2 separate regions of the Mus musculus genome follow, and region 1 is linked to region 2. A link is a contact called in public Hi-C data. All regions are on one chromosome and are shown on one strand. Each heading gives the region's core, a stretch centred on a gene start, on an enhancer-like site or on the middle of the called end of the contact. The rest is flanking DNA. Distances are from core to core; before and after follow the strand shown. Region 1 overlaps Xdh (xanthine dehydrogenase). Region 2 holds the start of Xdh (xanthine dehydrogenase).

Region 1 (4,674 bases), core at 28-2,527, 56 kb after region 2:
CCCCATTCCCATTTGGAGTTATAAAAAGATACGATTATAGTTACTGTCCGATTGCTATAATAAATGCCCTGATGAGAACGATGTATGGGAGAAAGGGTTTAGCTCATAAGTCTAAGTTATGGTCCTGCATTAGCAGGAGCCTTAGCGACTGGGTCACAGCACATCCACCATCAGGAGCAGAGAAGAAGCATGCTGGCTTGCTTACACTCAGCTCGCCTCCTTCCCTTTCATACGGTCCAGCGCCCAGCCCATGACATGATGATGCTCACATTGAGGATGGTTTGTTCCCACTCCAATTAACCAAACCAAGAAAATCCCTCATAGATATGTCCAGAGGCCAGACCAATCTAAACGGCCCCTCAGTGAGACTCTGCCCAGATGACTCCAGACAGTATCAAGCTGACAATTAAAACTAGCCATCACCATGTTTCTGGGAAATTTCACTTAAAGCTAGCTTTTCAAGCTTGTTTTAAAATGTCTTGAACGAATATGTGGTTATCACGTACTACACACACACACACACACACACACTCCAATAAGGCTACACCTCCTAATAGTGCCACTCCCTACGGTTGAGCATTCAAGCACAAGACTCAGTCAGGGACAAACCTATTCAAACCACCATAGTCACCTAGATAAACAAGATGAGGTCAGAGGGCAAAGATAGTGAAGTTTCTCCGGGGTTGAGTCCTGTCCCTCAGCCTGCATTAGTTTGGTTTAAGGGTGAGTTCTGGTCATGTAAGCTCATATTATTTCTATGTAGCATATTTTATATGTATATAAGTATTATGTACACGTGTTATATATATTCAAGTAAACATACATTGTATAGTGAATGTATGTACAATATATAATTACATAGGGCTGACATACTTTATGTGAGTACACGTTTATATGGTTCGTATATTATGGCAATTGGACAAAGCACTCAGACCCTGAAAGAGAAACACACATTAACAGAACATTTGTATCTCTTAATAACATTTTCCTCAAGTCACTTGTTGAAGTTCCGAAGGGGCCAGGAGATGGGGAGTGGCTGTTTGGGGCTTCACCCAGGTTGGTAGGACACCCTGCTCTTGTGACCTTTCACCTGAAAATAAGTGATCAGGTGAGCTTGTGAGAACAGCACAATGCTGTCCTGCCCAGAGCCGCAGTGCTGAGGACCTTGGATTGGCTCACTCACTCACTCTTTTAGGGAGCGATTTCCACATCCTCCGTGAGTCCTAGCATATCTGTTTCTGTTATCACTACAGTGCAGAAAGCAGCATGCTTCCGCTAAATGCTGCCAGGTTGTACAGAACACTCATACAACTTTGGAAGACTTAAACATAAGTAGAAGGCTCTGGAATATCTCATTTTCATGACAAGTTCATAATATTCAAAATGTGTGGGCTTTGGAGGAGGATGACTAAGGGGAAAAATAAGACCTTTAGGGCTTACAGATTTATGGGGCAAAAATGTGTATGGAAAGGGGTGGGCTTGTCTAAAACACATAAACGTTTCTCTTTTCTCTTCCAGGACACCCAACCTTGGTTACAGCTTTGAGACAAACTCTGGGAACCCCTTCCACTACTTCAGTTATGGGGTGGCTTGCTCAGAAGTAGAAATTGACTGCTTAACAGGGGACCATAAGGTAAGACATTTGCAACGTATTAGCCTACGAGAAGAAAGACAGTTGGATTGCAATCTGAATGGCTGGCCCAGGCCTGCTCTCTGGTTAGGAAATAAGCTTTACGTCAGAGGCAGGGGATTGCTCCATGAAGGCCACAGAGCACATACCTTAAACCACGAGCCTCATAGTTTCTGCGTCAGCATTTGACTGTTGGTGTGGTGAAAGCCGCCGTGTGGGATGGTGTGGGACTCTGCTCCATAAACGACTACTTCCGCCCACTGAAGTTTAAACTGAAGATAGTTTTTTTTTTCTGTGCCACAAGTATCTTCTTCCTATATTTTTTTCAGTCATTTATTTTTAGATTTTTTTTCTTATTTGGGCGAGTAAACCCAGGGACTCATGCATACAAGGCCAGAACTCAACCAGCTAAATTATATCCTCAGCCCCTCAGCTATTTAATAATGTGGCTATTATCTTACAGGCTCTATTAACCAAGCATGCTTTGGATTCAGCCACAATATACTTTATTGACTGATTTCTCGCAGATCTGCCCAGACTCAGGTTCAAAGCCCTAGTCCCTGGAGACCTTCTCTTACCACTCATTTGTGGATGTGTGGCGAGATCAGCTCTGATCTGCATTTAACTCGGTTGCTAAGATCTCAAATGTCAGCTTTGATATGGCCATCCATATGTGGTGGGGATCCCTGTGTCCACCTGCTTAGGGCTTTGTGCTTGTGAACATGGTATTTGAATTGGGATTTACAATCTAGGAGTTATCAAAGCACACTGTGGGATTTCAGGTATTCTATTCTTCTCAAACTATCTTCCATCCACAGAATCTCCGTACAGATATCGTCATGGATGTTGGTTCCAGCTTGAATCCTGCCATTGATATCGGACAGGTAAGGTGTATGGGAGATCAGGGTGGTAACAGAATAAATAGGCCAGCAATGTGCCCATCCCCACCCTGATAACTGAAGATCAACAGCTACACAACATGTCATTGTTTTTAAGCAGGCCAGAGCATAGTACTTGGGGAACCTCATTTTGAGTAAGAGTTAGGTTGATGATCATCCATCCAACTCTCAATGCAGAAAACAAATAAACATAGATTAACCTGGAAAGGGAAGCCACATGCCCCAGGCACCAGTATAGTGTGTGAGGAACCATTGGATGCTCACATGTAACACACACACACACACACACACTTGTACACACATATACACACACACAGAGGACAAAGGGGGAGGGAGTAAGAGAGGAGGGATAGAAGGAAGGGAGAGGAGGGAAGGGAGGGGAGTATTCGAGTACCTGGGAATAAGCACAGTGGGGAAGGGCAATAGAGACTGGTATTGATGCTTAAGCAGTAGGGTCTGAGCTCAGAAGAACTGGCTGCCTCCCCATTGCCCACTGACCCAGCGATTAGATAAACTACTCTCTAGGACGAAAATGGTAACAAGACTGGGGTGGTAGAGGGATCCGCCAAAAGGCGTGAGCTCAACCATGAGTAGGAAAAGAACTTCCCAAATGAAAACCATTTTTCTATGAATATCCCAAATATGGGATTCATAGAATAGGTCAAGCTGGAGAAGACGAGAGGGAGGAGTCACAATTTGAGACAGATGCATCTGGTAGAAAATATGAGTACACTTGGAAAATATACAAAAGGCTAATCTACTCTTTAGTCAACACACACACACACACACACACACACACACACACACACACACACACTCAGTTGGTCTGCTTGGGGAATGCCCTCTGTAGGCAGGCATTGCATCAAGTACTATGGATACAAAGATTATCAACAGTGCCCTCTTGTGTTTGTTCAGCTCTGGCAGTGCCACATATCACTCTTCTGAGTAGGGATGGGAGAACGGATGGGGACCAACATAGTGTAGTGGATGCTCTAGATCTGTAAGTCATAGCAGGACAGACAAGGGTGGGAACCCAATGAGGCTGGAGGTAAATTTCAAAGGATTGACTACTCCAGAAATGAAATCCCTCCCATGAGCTTGTGTCCTGGTGTTGGATCACTAGTGTCGAGACGGAGACAACATCTCCATCCGCACAGTGGCAGGTTTTAGTGAGAAATGGTATCTACCACTCTGCCGACACATTCTGAACAGAGGGATGCTCTGCTTGAGACCAAGTTCAGTGACAATCCAATAGGGAGGCCTTGGTCCTGTGGCAAGAGCCAGGTAGGAACTGGCCCCTTCCAGGTCCCACTCTAGGTCAGGTTTTACATCCATGGTAGTCATCAGTATCTGTCCTGGGGACTGGAGGGGAGGTGGTAACCATGATAACCTTCTGTCCTGCAGGTAGAAGGGGCATTTGTCCAGGGTCTTGGTCTTTTCACCATGGAGGAGCTGCACTACTCTCCCGAGGGGAGCCTGCACACTCGTGGCCCCAGTACCTACAAGATCCCTGCATTTGGCAGCATCCCCATTGAGTTCAGAGTATCCCTGCTCCGCGACTGCCCCAACAAGAGGGCCATCTATGCATCCAAGGTACGGTGGCTCTGTGCTGCCTTCTAAACTTTAGGAAGGGAGACCACTGCAGGGGAGAAGGAGTTTCAGTCACCTGCCTAGTGGGTCTGCCAGGGATCCCTCCAAAAGAAGGAAGGGGATTGGCACTGACCTTGGTAAGGCAGCAGAGCTGAGAACCAAAGGAATCGGGCTCAGGAGAACACATCTTGATCATATTGGCTGAAGCTGGCTCCTATAGGGAGCCTCAGAGAGATTTCTTAAGCAAATCCTATGGATCAAAGTCTGATCTATGCTGCTCTCTGTCATACAATCACGGTCCTTGATCCTCAGAGATGATTTCATAGATACGGCACCTCTATGTTCTTGTGAGAATATGCAATTTCGCTGCAGAGGAGGGGAGTGTCTTCCAATCCATCCTGTCATCCCCGCTGGTTATTGAGATCCAACCTTAAAGCCTTGCTAACAAGCCTGGGGAATTGTGCACAGAGAGCTTCCTTTATTCCTATCCACAAAAAGCACAGACCATGGTTAAGAATCAACCTAGCTTAGCAATGTAGTCCTGTGTCTCTGAGG
Region 2 (5,106 bases), core at 1,659-4,158:
TCTTTCCCCTTCCCCATGGTCTCTATCTTTGCTTTATGTATATCTTTGTTTATTTTTGGTAGCTTGTTCTACCTTAGATTTATTATTACCCAAGCTGACTGTAATGACAGCTATTATGAGTTACCATAAGGCCCCAGGTTAGCTGCCGAAGGTACCATGCCCTTGGCTGATGTTTCCTAGAAAATTTGAAGACAGGAGAAGTAGAGTTCTTGTTGGGGGAGAAAGTCACATATTTAAGTGGTAAAATGAAGGGGTGTGGACGATGGGATAGGAAGGACTGGGGTAAGAATTAAGTCAAGTATATGGGTTAGACATATGAAAAGCAGTAAAGAAAATGTTGCATTAAATTTAGAGATAAGGAAGATGTAAGAGCTTTCCCCAGCAAGGTACAAATCACATCACATCACCTGAATTTAAAATATAAGCATATACATACTAACAAAAAATGTAAAGAATTAAAAAAACTAAGATATATAGGAAACAAAAAATAAAATAAAAAACATGAATGCAAATGAGCAATGAATGGAAATAAAAATGTTCTCAGTCAACATTTCTTATTGGTTAGGAGAAAGCCGCAACCCCACATCTACAGGTCCATTAGTGCATTGCAACAAGTTCCACCACAGGCTTCCTGTTATCCACATAGCTTCTCTCAGCTGTGGTCAGGGTGGGGAGTGTTGAGAATCTCCCTGCTTCCGGTGACCTTACCACATTTCAGCTATGGCCACAGTTTGTGTGTCTTAGGTTTACTGCTCCTATCCAGTGGCTGCAACCTGCTTACTTCCTGTGGTTCCAAAGGGTCTCTGGCTCCACAAGGTAGCAACAGCCATGGGGTCCAGAGTGATGTGTGGTGCGAACTTCCCAACTTTAGAGTCCTTTTCTCTCTCTCTCTGGAGCTGTGTCTGTGGGCTGCTCTTTCCTTTCGCAGGCAACTCCCCAAGGGCTGAGGTCAGTTCCAGCTAATTTCTCATCTCCTCTTTCAGTTTCGCCTGTTCCAGCACTGCCTCAGTCAGGTTATTTGTGCCTTCAGATTATGGCAGGGGAGGGGTACTGTGGGTGTTACCAACCCCTAGGTTTCACATTCCTATATCCTCCATCCAGCACTCTCTCAACATCTGCTGGGATGGTTTGCCCTCTTTCTTTACTTTTTTTTGGCAGAATTGATTTTACAGAGTAGTTATAGTAAGCCGTGTCTGTGAACGTGGCCACTGGACCCAAGCCAGTGACTTTTGCAAAGGTGATGGAGCTGACACTAAATCCAGCCTTCAGAGTTTTCCCTGGGACTGTGGGGGAAAGGCAGAGCTCATGAAGATGAGTCACTGAACAGAACACCAGTCCATCATAGGAGTGTGAGGAACAGGGAGTTAACAAAACACACCTTAGGTTCAGCCTTAGTCCCTCTCCCCACCCTTTCCCTTCCAGGTCACCACATCTCTGCCTCTACTTGATTGACATGTTAGGTTGGACAACTCTTTATTGTGAAGGATTATCCTGGGCTTGGGATGGTTAGTTCCATTTCCTGGTCTCAGAAGCATCATAATCATCATCATCATCATCATCATCATCATCATCATCATCATCATCATCTTCAACAACAGCCCTACCAGGCATGTCACTAACATCCCCAGACAGCCAAACTGCCCATTTCGTAAGGAATTTGATTCCGGGTAGCAAGTACTGTTTTATGATGACCAGAATATCCTGGACCGAGAAACTTGAAGGGATTTGGTGCATAAGTCTAAGGGTAAACTGGGATATCAATTGACCGACAAATAAGTTCATTCTTGGTTCCGTCAGGGCTGTGCCAGCAAAGGGGCGTTGTGTTGATGATGTGACTGTCCCAGGAGTCCTGTTTCCCAAAATGTTGTTGCTGCACCAGGCTCATCTGACCATGCACTTTTCTTCCTTTTCTGTGGTCTTCCAGGACGATGACACATGTGTCCCTGTAGGTTGGCTGAGTGATTGAGTGACTGCAGGGCTGGGGAAGGACAGAGTGCCTGCTGATGTGAAGATGGGTGGAATGGAGTGGTGGGAGGTGGAGCAAGGAGAGCCCACGAGTGTTGTCTGAGTGGATGCTGTGCATAGGCATTTACACCAGAAGCTAATGGTCCTTGATGGAGCTGGGGGCTCTCAGCTCTATTAACAGACTGTGGTGGGTGTTGTTGTATTAGCTTATTTTATTTACTTGGTGCTTGTAATATGTTTTGGTGTATGAGTTCCTCTGATAATTTGACAAGTTTTGTGAAATTCTGGAACATGATTTGTTATTGGGATTGTTCCTGTGACTGTTCAAAAGTGATTATTTCCATTCTCTGCAAGTTTATAAGGCACGCCCGAGAGACCTTTTGCTTTTCAGCTTTCTGCTTTTGGTGTCATCCTGATGTCCCTTTTCCAGGAAGAAACAGCTGAGTCCTGCAGGCGATAAGTGACAGGCTGTAGTCAAAGGTCAGGGTTTGAGTCTGGACATAAGGGTCTGTGTCTCTGACCTTCACATTCTGCCAGGCCCTGAGAGAGTGAGCTGTGCAGGCCAGTGGCGAGCCTGTGTCAGGGTGAGCCGGTTTGGGAAAATAACAAGTGTGAACGGGAAGAGAGTGAATCAGCCTCAGTGGCTGGCAAACTGCTCCTTCCCTGCTCTTCCTGGTATGGCAAGTGGGAGGAGGATGAAGCAGGTTTCACAAGGGCAGGTGCCCAGAATTCACAGTCATCTGGTGCCAAGATGCAGGCTTCCTTAATCTACGGCTGCACTTTCCTCTGTGCACTTTGACTAGGAGGACAGAGTAGGATCTGTGGATTGGCTGTCTGGTCCTTCCTGGATTGTGCAAACCTGTGACTCTTGCCAAGAGCTGTCCATGCCTGGAGCTGCTTCTTTCTCATTGGCTAACTTTGTTTCATTTTGCTGGGAGGCGTATCTTTCAAGTTGCAGGCAGTGATATCTACAAGCACCTCGCAGCAGCTCGGGGACTCCGGCCGTCACGATGACGAGGACAACGGTAGATGAGTTGGTCTTCTTTGTGAATGGCAAAAAGGTAAGTGGCAGTTGACCTTTGGTTTAGAGATTCTGCTGTCTGAAAGGGGACCTGTGTCACTTCTCTTGTGTGGACACTTTGATGTGTTCTGGTCTCATCTTACCCCTCAAAAGATATTGCTGTAGTTTGGTAACTTTAGAGCAAGATGAACACAGGCAAGACGCTCAGAGGGCAAAGGAGGAAGGGGAGGGAAGAGAGAGGGATGGCCACTCTATGCTAGAGGACACACTGGCTCAGAGGTGGGAAAAGGAACAGAGTCTAGGTGAGAGGAGGAGGCAACAGCACTTCCCTATTTCTGTGTTTCTTCTCTGTTTCTAGTGTTTCAGTGGCTCTCTTTAATACAAACAGCAGGAGGCGGGCACTTTTATGCTAATGCCGGAACATAAAACACACACAGCCACTGGTTCTGATATATGATCCTGTACATAGATTTAACTAGAGCTGATTTACTGTGCGGCAACATATACTGACACCTTGTGGCAAGCCATTATTGTCATTATTTTCATAAAGGACTCCTCCATCACCATCTCTCAGTTCTATATGTAAATATTGCAAACCCCTTAAACGGCACTTGTGAATGTAGGTAAAGTGGTATGGGGTCCACAAAATCCCTGATAGCCTGAGAATCTTTGCAAGGTCAACTCGGTGCAGGGAGAGAAGGAGCAAGCTAAGTGTATTGTTTCTGGCGTTGTTGGCCTCCCTTCAAGGTACTCCCAGCACTGCAGCTCCCCACTTGAGGTCACAGGAGAAGAACCCTCATTTCCCCCACTGTAACTGGCCACATGGACTTCATAAACCATGAGTGGGCCAAAGGCTTCCCCCCCTCCCCAAACAATTTTACTTGTTTTTTTATTTTGACACTTTTGTGTTGATTAAAGAGACTGAGTAATTTCTGAAGAAATTTGCAAGAATGGACATGTGATTTCAAGAATTCCTAAGGGCTTAGACTGCCAGCATCTGCTTGGCTAACTAGCACGCAAACTTTAGGAGTCATTTCAACACCAGTACGGTAAAGCCTGTGGATTCAGTGGGAGTGGCCCCATCCCTGGATCCCTGAATCTCTCTGATATATTGCTTTTGTGTGTGTGTGTGTGTGTGTGTGTTGGGCAAGCTTGGACCAAGACAAGGGCTAGGGTGAAATGCCTAAGCTGATGGTAGTAAGGCTTTTGAACTCAATCTTTTAAATGTCTTTTGTGCCCAATGGTTGCATCACAGAGGTGAGGAAACAGCTGTTAACTTGGCTCCCTGGAAATACTGTGCACACACAGACATCATCATCTTTGGGATGCTCATAAATGAATTTTTCCCAGTGAGCTAGTGGCAGGTTCAAAGTGTTCTGAAGGTCATATCTTGCTCTAAGGTCGGGTGTTGATTTATGTGTGACCCACAGTTCTTCTGGGGGGATAGCTTAGTGTCAGCCTCTGGTTCTAGAAAGGAGTGTTTTTGAGGTGAACTGGCTTGGCTGAAATTGCTTCTCCTTGCATTTTACTAGCACTGGAGAGAAGTGATTTTTAGATTTTTTTAGAGTGTAGCATCACACCAATCCCTTCTATTCCTGGGAGCTTCTGGTCCCGTCAGGTTATCCTGAGGAATAGCCAGCCTGTCATTTAAAAAGGTGTGAGCTCTCCAGAAGGATGAAGAAAGTAAGGGCAATTGGTGAGTAGTAAGAAGCCAGAGCTAGCAGGCAATCTGAGTGAGCACAGGCAGATTGAGTAAGTTCAGATTCATTTCCTTCTTCAAGATGTTCTAGGCATTGGGCCAGAGAGATTGTGCAAAGAAATTACCAAACGAGCGGTAGAAAGATGGCAGCTGGTTCTCCTCAGGGCACCTCTTCCTTTCCTTGTTTTCTACACTGCATGGTTCTGTCTGCACCAGTGGGCTTAGAGAGGGCTCAGGTATGAGACACCAAGTGCCTGTGGAATCTTCTGGGAGTGACCTGGACCTTAGTGACCTGTCCTCTTCTGGAGTCAGTACTAAAGGGAGAGCGTTGCTCAATATTTCACCAGCATTGTGGGTGATGTCCTCTTAAGGGGCCAGGATTCTAGTTTTACTGAGAGGGATGCAAGAGAAATCCCTACAG

What was found. A called contact is a pair of places that touch in the nucleus more often than the background predicts.
Region 1: a contact with region 2 is called in a Hi-C map of myeloid progenitors, with 3 times the contacts expected there. The contact joins the enhancer-like site here to the promoter of Xdh in region 2. A contact is called at or near these places in 3 of 39 promoter capture datasets (the 3T3-L1 cell line, 3T3-L1-derived adipocytes and the C10 cell line), 17 of 484 Hi-C or Micro-C datasets (3T3-L1-derived adipocytes, the C10 cell line, CD4 T cells and 10 more), 3 of 115 datasets of contacts at active chromatin or transcription factors (bone marrow-derived macrophages, double positive thymocytes and embryonic fibroblasts) and 3 of 9 other capture datasets (adipose tissue, liver and pancreatic islet).

What each region holds. Positions count from the first base shown.
Region 1 is chr17:73,890,559-73,895,232 of GRCm38.p6, reverse strand. It overlaps Xdh (xanthine dehydrogenase), which reads left to right. Exons shown (of 36, transcript NM_011723.3): 32 at 1,519-1,633; 33 at 2,449-2,514; 34 at 3,934-4,122. Among named protein-coding and RNA genes, the nearest start is that of Xdh, 57 kb to the left of the region's middle. Within about 2 kb of position 1,277, at least 77 of the 459 cell types and tissues checked have an H3K27ac peak or open chromatin away from gene starts, as enhancers often do. A contact at or near this core is called in CD8 T cells, LSK cells, Th17 cells and 6 more, where this site is marked.
Region 2 is chr17:73,947,998-73,953,103 of GRCm38.p6, reverse strand. It overlaps Xdh (xanthine dehydrogenase), which reads left to right and starts at 2,908. Exons shown (of 36, transcript NM_011723.3): 1 at 2,908-3,026. The coding sequence starts at 2,976.